Linked DNA regions of Mus musculus: region 1 is linked to region 2. A link is a contact called in public Hi-C data. All regions are on one chromosome and are shown on one strand. Each heading gives the region's core, a stretch centred on a gene start, on an enhancer-like site or on the middle of the called end of the contact. The rest is flanking DNA. Distances are from core to core; before and after follow the strand shown. Region 1 holds the start of Fbl (fibrillarin). Region 2 holds the start of Zfp574 (zinc finger protein 574).

Region 1 (6,013 bases), core at 587-3,086, 3.1 Mb before region 2:
AATGGTGTCCTGTAGCTCATATGGGAGGATGGCTATGCTACTGTTACTCAAGACCCTAAAGTAGCAAAGGTCTATGGGAATGATAGAAAAATCAAGGAACTGTATACACAAGAGTACTGAGGAGAAGAGCCACTAGCTCCAACCCTGGGCCTGACAGAACAGAGATCTGGCAAGCTGTTGGCATCCTCATGGCGACCGGTAGATAGCAGGGTCAACTCAGACACATAATACTCAATGTGTTATCAGGATCCATTTCTGGTCCTGGGGTTTTGAGGAAAATGAACCGAAAGGACTCACTACTCAACAAGACTTTTATGTTCACACACAGTCTGCTGTTTTAGAATCTGCTTTTCTCTACAAGTCTCCCCACCTCCAAACTAGCAACTCCAGCAACTGCTGCAATCACATGCCTGCAACCCAGCCACTTGGGAAGCCGAGTCTGAGGCTAGCCTAGGCTATTACAATAAGATGCCATTTCAATACACAAACATGAAAATAAAGGACCTTGTTGAGAATCGTCCACCATACTTTGTAGCACACCTCTGTTTAAAACAATCTCCCCCAAAGCTGCTTCGTATTCAAGACACAAACTGTCACAGAAGATTCGACTGTTCAACAATTCTCATTCTATCGTGTGATGGAGAAAGGTTGAGGGGAAAGCACAAATCACAGGATGCCAGGAGAACATCCAGACTAGCAATCCCTCCACCTTACTTCCCCAGACATCCAGAACAGAGCCCCAGATAGATATTCAACATGTCTGGGAGGGAGAGATGGGTCACTATCGCCTGCAGTGACTTACTCTCCATCTGTCCACAGGAACATGTGTGTCCACGCCAGACAAAAACCTGCAGTGGTGAAAACTGATCCTTCGGCAACAGGAAAAGCTCATGCTATCACGACTAATGTAGAACAGACTGGTGTTACAAACTCATTATCTAACTGTCTCCGCTTTCCGAGTGCTAGGATTGACAGCCCAGAGTAACCTATCACCAAGAAAACCACTTATCCATTAAGAACTCAAGAGAGAAACGAGAACTTTCTATTGTCAAAGCCAGAACTCTCGCCATCATCCACCATACAGTGGGCTCATCAGAAAAAAACGCGGGAAATAGGTGAGATGGATACATTTGTCAGGCCAGCCGTGGTGGCGCACGCCTTTAATCCCCGTACTCTGGAGGTAAAGGCTGGTGGATCTCGGCCAGCTAGGATCACGTGACAAGACGCTCTCAAAATCCAAACCTAAACCAACCCCTCTCAATTCCAATCACCTACCCCGCTAATAGCCGGGCTAGTAAAGTCGCTCTCACTACAGAGCAGGGACTCCCAGGTCCCCAGAGCCTCTACTCCTACAAGCCTTGGGTCCCGCCCCTCCCGGAAGCGCGGCGAGCGCCAGCCTGTGCACGCGAGCGCCGCACACCACGGAGCCGGAGATCCTCATTTACCCGGGGGGAAGCTGGGTTGGGGACCAAGGTATCGTTGACAGGGAGTGACAGTGGGTGACGGCGGCAACAGGGAAGGCTTGGGGTGGAGACAGGGGCCCTTTCATCTGCGACCCAAGTCGGATCCCCTAAAGCAATGCTCGGAGATCCAAGCCCCAACTCTGGGTCAGGGTCTGGAGGGCCGCACCGGCCGCTCTGAGGCGGCAAGCTTGTAGGCCGGCCGGTGAGCCGAGCTCACGGCCACATCCCCCGGCCCCGAGCGGCCGCGGTCCCCGCCCGCCGCGCCTAGAGCCCCCGACTCCTGCCCGCACCGTGGTCCTTACCTGGCTTCATTACTGCGTTCTGGTCGCGCGATTCAGGCAACCTGCGGCGTCCCCGACTCCACGAGTCTCAGGCTTTCGCACGTGGAAAGGAGCGCCTGCGCGCGGTGACGCACGGCGAGTGACGGAAGCGCGTAACCACGCCCCTTAGACGCGCGTCCCGTCTCCCGGAAGTCGGAGTCGGCCCCTTGGGTGGGAGTTCTGAATCCTTTTCCGGCTCTGTCGTGTCTCTACGCTCCTCACTTTTTCCTAGAGTGGCAAATTTTATCACAAGTGCGCTGCGACTTTTCCTCTCACTTATGCTAGCACTCCAGGAATCAGGGGTTATACCGATTTTTAAAAATTTATTATTTTTCAAAGACTTTAAATTTTTAAAATTTTATCCTTAGAAGTGTTTAGCTTGCATATTCGTCTGTCTGTGCACCACGCATACGCCATGGAAGTCAGGAGAAGGCGTCAGATCCCCTGGAACTAGAGTTACCGGCAATTAATTGTGAGCCGCCAAATAGGTGCTGAGACCCGAACCTGAGTCTTCATCAAGAGCATTATGTTCTCTTCACAGCTGAGCTATCTCTCCAGCACAGCCTTATGTTTCTGTTTGTTGTTGAGGTTTGTATTTTATGACAGGGTTTTGCAGTGGGGTCCAGGCTGAGCTGGAACTCGGGATCTCCTATGGTACACTTCGCTTTTCTATTTCTCCTTCCTTTTCCTTTTCCGCTCAAAGAGCTCCCTCCTTTACAGCGAAGAACAGGCATCTCACTGCTTCTGCTCTCTACCCCTGGCCTCTTACTGGAAATCTTCACTCACCCAAATGTTGTCGCAGCTGCTCCCAGGCCACTGCTGGTTTGCAGTTGTTTCTGCCTCTGTTCCTCCTCTTCAGGTCATGAATTCAGCCCACCCTACTGATAAAGATCACATCAGTCGAGCAACAACTGTTGCAGAAGGCCCAGTGTTAATGTTGCACCACCAGGAGGCAGCACAGGAGCGACCGGTCTCCAGAAGAAGCGTCCTAATAGCCAGAACTTACAGCCTTCCGTGCAACTGAAAGATCATTTGCACTAACCGCTGACTTTTTGTTGGGTTACCAGGGGAAATGGTTTCCCTCTGGCCTTGGTGAAGTGGCTGCCAAGGATTATAGAGGCTTCTGATGGCAAAAAGTCCATGTTAAACTCTTGGGGATAGTCAGGGCCAGGATAGTGCCTCCTAGAGCAGGAGTTGTCTTTTAGCATTAAGTGGTGGTCCATGCAGTATAGCTTCCTGGAGGTGTCTGTGGAGCATTCAAGAGCTGCCAGGCTGCCATGACAGTAGACCAGCTGGCTGCCAAGAGGGGTTTGCTTGGATGGTAGTCATTCAAGGCAGCCAAGTGCCAGGGAAGGGCTGGATGGTTGCCAGGGTGACAAATCACCCTAGCATCCAGCACTGGTTTTTGTTTTGTTTTAGACAAAATAAGCATTAAAGGGGATTCTTACAAGCCTGTAAGACACTGAAATGTTTTAGTGCTTACACATTGTGTGTGTATGTGTTCACGAGTGTGTGTGTGCCCACACACATGCAGGTATGCAGAGAATGGAGGAGGATGTACGGTGTTCTGCTCTATCACCCTCTCTCTTATTCTCTTGATTTAGGATCCTCACTGAACCCGGAGCTAGGCTGGTGGCCAGAAAGTCCCCTGTCTCACCACTACCACCCCAGCCCTGGTGTTACAGACACACAGGTGACCACTTCAATTTTTTAAGACAGGCATTAGGATTTGAACTCAAGTCCTCATGCTTGCTCAGCGCAAGATTTCTTACTTGCTGAGATACCTCCCAAGCTCCTAGGATTTCTTAAAAAATTAATTTAAATTCTTTCTTTCATTCTTTTTTTTTTGTTTGTTTGTTTGTTTGTTTGAGACAGGGTTTCTCTGTGTATCCCTGGCTGTCCTGGAACTCACTCTGTAGACCAGGCTGGCCCCAAACTCAGAAATCCGCCTGCCTCTGCCTCTCAAGTGCTGAGATAAAAGGCGTGCACCACCACTGCCTGGCTATTTTTATTATTATTATTATTTATTTAAAAAGTTCAATAAGGTCTGAACTTGGCAAGTACTATGTAAGAGTCAGCTAGGAAGTACTAGTTGTGAAGGTATGAGAGGGGTCGTGGAGAGCAGCTGAGATTTGGTAACATATGGCGGTGTTAGAGTCCCTGTGGAGAGGTCACTCGTGAAGGTGTGGCCTCAATTACAAAGGAGGTCCCAGGTTACTGCAGATGCCAAGACTGCTGAATGTCCACCAAGAACAGCGGCAGGTGTGATGTGGAACCAGGTTAAACCTGAGACAAGCTGTGTGCTGAGGACTGCAGAGTTGGAGAAGCTGGACTACCCAGGCTTTTGGGTGCTGGTGGGACTGATATAGGGCTGAGCCCTGCACTAGTGCTTGGAATTTTTAAAGAAACCTTGGACTTTTAGACTGCTGAAAAAATTTAAAGACTTAAATGTTTGACTGTGTTTTAAATTATGACATTCACACAAGACTTTGGGGGACAAGGAATTAAATGGTTATGCTTAAGGTGAAGTTTTTGTGGATCAACTTGATAAGGGATGGAGTGTCCTAGAAGAGTCCACTGGGGGTGGTACCATTCCTAGGCATGTGGTTGTAGGCTGTATAAGAAAACTCGGTAAGCACAAGCCTGGAAGGAGCCAGCAAGCAATGCTCCTCCAGTGTTTCTACTCTGATCTTGCTCGGGTTCCCAACTTTCCTCAGTAATTGATGGCAACCTGCAAAATGCAGTAAAGTCCTTACCTCTCCTAAGTTGCTTAGGCCATGGTATTGGACATAGCAACAGAATGAAGCTAGAATATAAGATTGGATCCTCACTCTCCTCAGTGCCCTTTCTCTCTGTGACTCTCTCCACCCTTGGGGATTGTCCAGCCATATTGGTCCACAAGGTGGGGTGTGTGTCAGAAGCCCTGTGAGTACATATGGTGAAGGGTGGCACTGCCACCACCAGATGCAGGGAGACAGATCAACTTTACTTGGGGTGATCCAAGGCTTATATAATTTTGGAGACTGGGCATAGGATCATCCAGGTTGGGCAAACATCACTGGCTGAAGGCTTAAGGTACCGAAATGTCTCATTAGCATGGGGAAGCATTTCAGGAATCTAGGGTGCTAGCTAACCAGGTTCTTCACAGGAGAAAGGAAGTTGAGCTTAGGCTATGTGATATTCCACAGGTAGAGGGGTGTGTGTGTGTGTGTGTGTGTGTGTGTGTGTGTGTGTGAACTTCCCATGCAAGGTCAGAGAAGGAGAATCCCTGCCAATGAAGGGAGTCCTCCATATTTCGCTGAGCTCCAGAAGGCTCTCCGGTCAATGGTGGACTTCAACCTTAATTAGCAGAGTTTTCCTGCACTCTCTGCCTCTTGGCTAAGCCAGTAATTTTGAAAGCTACTAGGCTGTGCTTTCATTTCCCTCACCAGAACTATCAATTTCCAAGTTATGTCTACTCTGTTGGTGATTTTTAAAAAAGGTTTATTTATTTATTATATGTGAGTACACTGTAACTGTCTTCAGACACACCAGAAGAGGGCGTCAGATCTTATTACAGATGGTTGTGAGCCACCATGTGGTTGCTGGGATTTGAACTCAGGACCTTCAGAAGAGCAGTCAGCGCTCTTAACCACTGAACCATCTCTCCAGCCCCCTGTTTGTGATTTTAACTTGCCCCAAACTCCAGCCCAGTCGGAAGCTCAGCTCTGTGTATCCCATTTTCCACCCATCCCAGGCTGTCTCTCAACCTTACGCCTCTAGTGGGGAAGTTCCAGGCATCATCAGGCCCATCGACCCACTGACCTGCTTACCTCTTCATCATGCCTTACCCACTTGGGACCACACTGCCCCCATTGCTATCAATCACACAACTTCACTCCTACTCAAATTGTAGAACTGACGCCCAACTCTCCAGTCACACTGCCCCAGCATCCTAGAAGCTGAGGAGACTGGATGGTTCACAGTAAAACTCTTGACATACATTTTTATATTTACCCCTCCATCATTCCACCAGAAACTCAGTAAGGACTCAAACCAGTGGTGTCATCTTATTCTGATACTTCACGTGATGCAGCACGACCTTGTTCTCTTTAAACCTGGCTCTCTGAACTCTCCTATGTTCTCCGTGGTGGGTTGAATGGGAATGTCCCTCATGTGCTCAGGAATTCGAACACTTGGTTCCCAGCAGGTGGCGCTGTTTGAAGCAGACTTGTGGGAGGAAGTACCTCC
Region 2 (6,316 bases), core at 2,703-5,202:
TCTTCCCACAGGGACACGAATGCAGAGGATTCGGGGTATGGGCTCGCCGGTGGGCCAGGAGGAGGGCTTCGGTGCCAAAGGCTAGGCCACAGTCTACACACAGGAAGTGAGACTCACTGCTATGGTCACCAAGGTGCTGGTCCAGACTAGAAGGGCTAGGGAAGACACGACTGCACAGGGGACACTTAAAAACACCCTCCCGGTGACTCCGAAGGTGCTGCTGTAGCTGGTGGGGTGAGAGAAAGAGCTGGTCACAGGCAGAGCAAAATAGTTCCTGGGTGGCCGCCCCACCTGACTCTCCACTGTTGTTCCTCCTTGGCTTCCGTCCCCTGCGGTCTCGCCCAATGGCCTCCCCATTTCGCAGCTCATTCCGCAGCTCATAACTGTGATCAGAGGCTGGCAGGGGTTCGGGCTGAGACACTGCTGCCTCAGTGGGTGAGGGGACCTGGGTTTCCTGCTGTGTGGCAGGCTCCGCAGCCTCCGGGACAGGAGCAGGGAAGTGGGTGGCCTGGTGCTCCAGGAAGTCAGCGGGCATCTGGAAGAGCTGGGAGCACTCGGAGCACTTGTAGAGGAGCAGCTCCACTTCTGTCACCATCTCGGTGGTGGCGGCCACAGACGGAACGGCCGCCCCCTCCCCACCCTCTTCTGCTTTTCGGTATGAATGTTCCACAGCCACTCGAGCCTGGCCCACAGGAGGGCCCAAAACAACTGGGGACCCCAAGACGACAGGAGCAGGAGCCTTGTTGGGCGTGGCTCTGAGATGCGTCTGGCGATGGCTAAGCCACATCTCTTGGCTGGCGAACAGAGCCTTACAGTCCACACACTCATAGTGGATGGCGCTGGAGCCCAAGGGGGGCACCTTGGGTGGTGGCTTGGCTGGCACTGCCTCCTGCGGTGCCATCATCTTCAGGTGTAGCTCCTGGTGCTCCAGGAGCTGGCTGGGGGACAGGAGCAGTTGCCCACACTCAAGACACTGGTACTGGCTCTCTTGGATGAGGGTCTGATATAGGCCTGTGCCTGAAGCAGCCTCTGTGGCCACTGTGACTCCAGGGTCAGCCACGCCCACCAGCTCAAAGTGCTGCTGGGGCACGTGGGAGTTCTGGTGCACAAGCACCTCCTCCAAGGATCCATAGAGCTGGTTGCACTCAGAGCAGACATAGCGGTGCTCAATGTACAGGACCGTCTCTTCACTCTCCTCAGTCATGGCAGCAGCAAGGCCCTGGGCTGAGAGGAGGGAAGGCAGCGACAAGTCAATCCTCCGGGGTATTTTATTCCATCCAACTTCTTCATTACATTTTCCCGCTCCAATGCCCTCCCTAATAATCCTCCTTGCCTGAACATAGGAACAGCCAACACGAATTTCTCCAATGGTCTTGTCCCAGGGACTTTCTCCCAAAGCTCCCAGCTCATTTAGCTTGCATTGAACACCAGCTCCTATGACCTCAATCCTCTCTATTTCCCATACCTCCAAACTGGTTCCCAAAGCCCTGTCCATCAAACAGGAACCTGTCTCCTTCCAATGCAGACTGTCCTTTGACTCCTTACCACTGCATGGGACAGTATTCCTTTGCCAAGCTACTTGCAGAATCCTCAAACACTCTCATGGCCTGTCCCTCCAAGCTGCACTCCTACATAGACTCTGCCTTCTGGCAGGCTCACAAACTTCTTTTCACACTCAGACCACTCAAGCTGGTGTCCAAGCCAACTGGTGGCACTGGTGGTCTTGCCACCCAACCTCTGCTAACCACCAATGCCCAGGTTCCTCACATCAAGTTACCCGGCTACCAAATTTTCTCTCACTGGCTGAACCCATCTCCATACTTTCCCACCTTAACCACTTCCTGATACTCAGACTCTTTAAAACAAGTTTAAACTAATCATATCAAGATCTTCTCAGCTGGGCAGTTCATGCTTTTAATTCCAGCCCTCTAAGGCAGAGTCAGGCAGATTGCTAGGAATTCACAGCCAGGCTGATCTACATAGTTAGTTCTGGGACAGGCTGGGCTACATGGAGAAACCAAAAGGGAAAAAGGCCCACCACAGGATTACCCTTTACCCGGAAGGTCCATCTCCACCAAAGTCTAATCCGTCACAGCCAGATGCGTCTCACCTTTCTGACACACCCCTAGAGTTTTCAATCACCCTTTCTCTCCACCAAGACCAAGTGTGCTGTGCTACTGCCCCAGCACACTGTCAGCTATTCACACTGACTTAACTCTAACTCATCGAGGAATGCCTATGTGCCTCCTCCCCAACCAACACTACCCTTTTTTGCATAAGGGTCCAGGCCAACCTTAATGAACTCAGCTGAGAACCCCGCTACTGAGTATAACCTAAACCTTTTTTTTCCCCTCTGAGAAAAGACCCAAATTCATCCTAACGCACTCCAGGGATTTTCAGATCCCTATTTCATACTGACTGAATTTCTCCTTTTTTGTAATCTTGGCCAGGAATAGCTGGCCCATCCTTCACAATTGCTTAACCTTTCACCTATCTCACTCAGGGTTTCCAATGTCTGTCACTTAGAAACTCCATCTGTACTCAAACCCTGCAAAAAGAGGTCCTCTTCATACTTAAACCTTCTCACCAGCAAACAACTATGGGGATACCCAAATCCCCCAGAGTTATCAATATGGTACATCCCCAAAATTCCTAGACTGCTCTCTGTAGCACACATCTCTGTCTCTCCAACTACACCCAAGATTGCTCGAATATTCCCTTTGGCCTACTTACCTGTATCTAAAACAAAACAATCCCTCCCCTCTAGCTCAACCTATTGAAACCCGTAAGAATAAATAAAGACCTCTGTCAATACTTTCCAAGCCCCACTTTCATGCGTTTATCGGTCTTCCTTGTCAGCATTACTCCGTTTTCCACACCTGATCCCTCCCTTCGCTCTAAAGATACCTCAAAAACCTCTTCTCTGCCTCAGCTCTTTCCAGGCAGAAATCGATTTTCCTCCCTGCGTTAATTACCTCCTTTCTCGGGCCAGCTCCCCACCCCGGCATCCATGAGTCCTCTAACCGTCCCCTTTCGATTCTGATCCCCATCCCAGCGCACCCACCCGTGGCCCCGATACCCCATGCAACCAGAGAGCCCTCCGGCGAGGCAGCTCTGGGACCTCCCCTTCCCGCCAAGGTCGGCCCCCGGCCTGCAGCCCGAGCCCTGCCCCTCCTCACTCAGCCCCGCACTCAACTCCAGTCCCCCATCCCACCCGCCGTCCCGGCACAGCCCCCGCCCGGCCCGCGCGCCCAACGGCCGCTCCGCTCTCCGCACCCGGGACGCGATCCTTCAGGCCTTCATCGTGCAGGCCGAATGACGCAGGCAAGCCGCCGGGTGGGGCCGGACCTCTGCGCTCCGGCGGGGACTCACCCGCCTCGGCCGTCTCGCCGGCCCCAGGCCGGGCTACGGGCTTCAGGTCCCTTTGCACCGCCACTCTAGCGCCGCGTCCTCTCTAGCGCCCGTCGTCTCGCCTGCTCCGCAGCCTCGCTCTCACCCCAGGCCGCCCTCAACAACGCTCCTCCCACCTTCCGCCTGGGCCGCTGCGAAGAACTGCACAATTCGCCCAATCATCGGCTGTCTGCCCCTGTCATTAGACCAATCGATGCTCAGGTTTCCTGAAGCCTCGACCAATAGAGCGGAGGGGTGGGATCGCGCAGCGCCCAGCCAATCCTTTAGCAATGTTCCCTCGCTGGTCGGCCTCCAGGTGGATACTACCCGCCTCTTTAATCCTCCCTGGAGGTTCTTCCTCTTCCACCTCTTCTCGGATTCCGCCTTTGATAGCTCGAAAGGGGAGCGCTGAGCGGAGAGGGCGCGATGACGTCGGGAGGCGGGACGAAGCTGGAGGCGCCATCTTGGGGGCGCCTGACAAGCTAGGCGTAGGGGATTCGGGCAGTGTAGGCTGTAGAGACACGCAAAGCCCTGGAGGCCGGCGGGTTACAGTCAAGGATCCCTGAGGGCCAGTGGCAAAAAAAAAAAAAAAAAAAAAAAGAGACACCACTCGGCGTGAATGGGAGAGGAAACCAAGCAGCAGCAGTCACACAGGGCAAAAGGAACAAAACAAGGCTTAAGACTTTTTTTTCCTATTAAGAGGATGAACGGGGAAATCGAGGAAGAGTAGAATGGAAACAAGATGTCAGGAGAGGGAGTTTAGAGGAAGAGGTACGTGACAGGAAGTGAGAAATGGAAGGAGAAAGGAAAAGCCCCGTTAGTAAGGTCCCTTGGAAGAAGCTGAGGGTGTGGGGTGGAAGACCTGAAGAAGGAAGTTTATGGGATTTGTAGTGGATCGAGTCAGTTGTTCTTGTTTTTGTTTGAGGCATGGTCTGGCTTTGTGAACAGGCTGGCCTCACAGAGATCCGCCTGACTCGGCCTCTCCTGTTTTGAGCATTAAAGGTATCTTTCCAGGTGACTGCCCTTCCACACAGTTACAGTTAAGGACCCCTAGGCATGGGAAGAATTTCCTGGGAAAACATGAAGTTCCAGGCCAGCCAGGGAGATGGTTCAGCGCGTAAAGCCACATGCTAAGCCTGATCTGGAGTTTTGATTCTGGGATCCACAGGGTGAAAGGAGAGAACTGACTCTTGTAAGTTGTTCTCTGACTTCTGCATATACCAGAGTGTGCATACATGAACATACACACACACACCTGAATGTAATATGGTAGCGAGTGACTGAAGAGATCCAGTATCCATATTTGGACTCCACACAAGTACACCACAGTTTTCAGGAAGCTCCCTCTTGAAGCCAAGGTTAAGGGAGTTATCAGAGGTGCATCTGGTTGGTCAAACTGTCCCCCGTTTCCCCAACTGAAGCTCAGAAAAACTAGGAGGGGTTTGAACACAGAACCACAGGTAGGTCTGAGTCTCCAGTTGTCACCATGTGTGTGCCCTCCTTTGGATGTCTAGCTGGATGTCTTCTTACTGGACTCCCTAGCAAGTATACCTACATGTTCTAACTAGGCTGCTTATCCTGGCCCTGGTACTTCTTAGCTGTGACTTTGGGCAAAACAACTCCACTCTGTCTCAGGTTTAGTTTTTTTTGTTGTTGTTGTTGTTGTTTTGGTTTTTTTTAGTTCTTCGAGACAGGGTTTCTCTGTATAGCTCTGGCTGTCCTGGAATTCACTTTGTAAAACAGGCTGGCCTTGAACTCAGAAATCCACCTGCCTCTGCCTCCCGAGTGCTGGGATTAAAGGTGTGCGCCACCATACCCGGCTTTTGTTTTTGTTTTTATCTCTGAAAAGGGATGCTAGTCTTTGTCCCGGGTTTTCGAGACACTAAGTAAATACTGCTATATAGAAATTAATTTTTGTTGGGCAGTGGTGGCACACACCTTTCCAGCACTTGGCAGAAGCAGGTGGATTTCTGAGTTAAAGGCCAGCCTGGTCTACAGAGTGAGTTCCAGGACAGCCAGGGCTACACAGAGAAACCCTGTCTGACACCCCCCCCCCAAAAAAGAAAATAATTGTTGAGACAGCATCTCTATGTAACCCTGAAACTCGTATGTAGTCCAGGCTGGTCTCAAGAGATCCCCCTGCTTCTGTCTGCCTGCTGGGATTAATGGCATGCATCACTACACATGGCTCGAGGACTTACTTTTAGTATCTGATTAGTATCTTGAGGTGCCTAGTGGTAACTGACATCCAAGTGTGTTAGGTGACAATGGAAATTCTGCCCAGTGCTTTTCATTCATTATTTAATTCTACCAGTCCTCTCAGAGACAGTTACCATGAGGTGCTAAGAAACAGGCCGGGAGAAGTCATGTGTCCAGGTTCCCACGGGGAGAGAAGAAAGCCATCATTCCACCCCAAGAGATGGTTCCCTAGGTCTATACTCAGTTCCCCGGTGGGTGGATTGTTTGGGATCAAAGGGTGAATGGTTGACTTCAGGAAGAGCAAAGCAAAGGATGGGGGAAGGGAAAGGGGGAAGGGGAAGACAGCAGATTTTTAAAGTAAAAGATTAAGGTAGGAGGTAGTGAGCCCTAAGGTTTGGGCCTAGCTGTTTGCTAGTGTAGTTTGGATTTGCCCTTGGGGTGAAATCGCCTGTGTAGGAGCCCAAGTGCAGACCAGACTGAGCTCTTGGCAGGCTCTGGGCCTGCAGGTAGTGTTTTGTTCCTGCTGAGGCCCCCTTTTCCCTCTTGAGGTCCCAGCTTAGCTTCTCAGGCTCCTCTCTCTAAAACCGCTCGGGCATCCCAACTTAATTTGGGCTGCCTACGTCCTTTCTCTGCAGAGGAAACCTGTTCGGGTCAGACACTGTGCTGTGGTAGCACTGGACTGGACCTTTTGGGACAGATTATGTTTAGAGAGGGTGGATAATACCAT

What was found. Hi-C and Micro-C count contacts between places; a contact is called where the count stands out from the background.
Region 1: a Hi-C map of CD4 T cells shows a contact between it and region 2, with 8 times the contacts expected there. The contact joins the promoter of Fbl here to the promoter of Zfp574 in region 2.

Annotation. Positions count from the first base shown.
Region 1 is chr7:28,165,571-28,171,583 of GRCm38.p6, reverse strand. Fbl (fibrillarin) reads right to left here and starts at 1,836. Exons shown (of 9, transcript NM_007991.3): 1 at 1,766-1,836. The coding sequence starts at 1,775. It overlaps Gm31024 (a long non-coding RNA gene), which reads left to right and starts at 2,722. Exons shown (of 2, transcript XR_001778069.2): 1 at 2,722-3,476; 2 at 3,659-4,311.
Region 2 is chr7:25,074,443-25,080,758 of GRCm38.p6, reverse strand. It overlaps Zfp574 (zinc finger protein 574), which reads right to left and starts at 3,952. Exons shown (of 2, transcript NM_175477.5): 1 at 3,277-3,952; 2 at 1-1,224. The coding sequence starts at 1,204. It also overlaps a transcript of Grik5 not described here.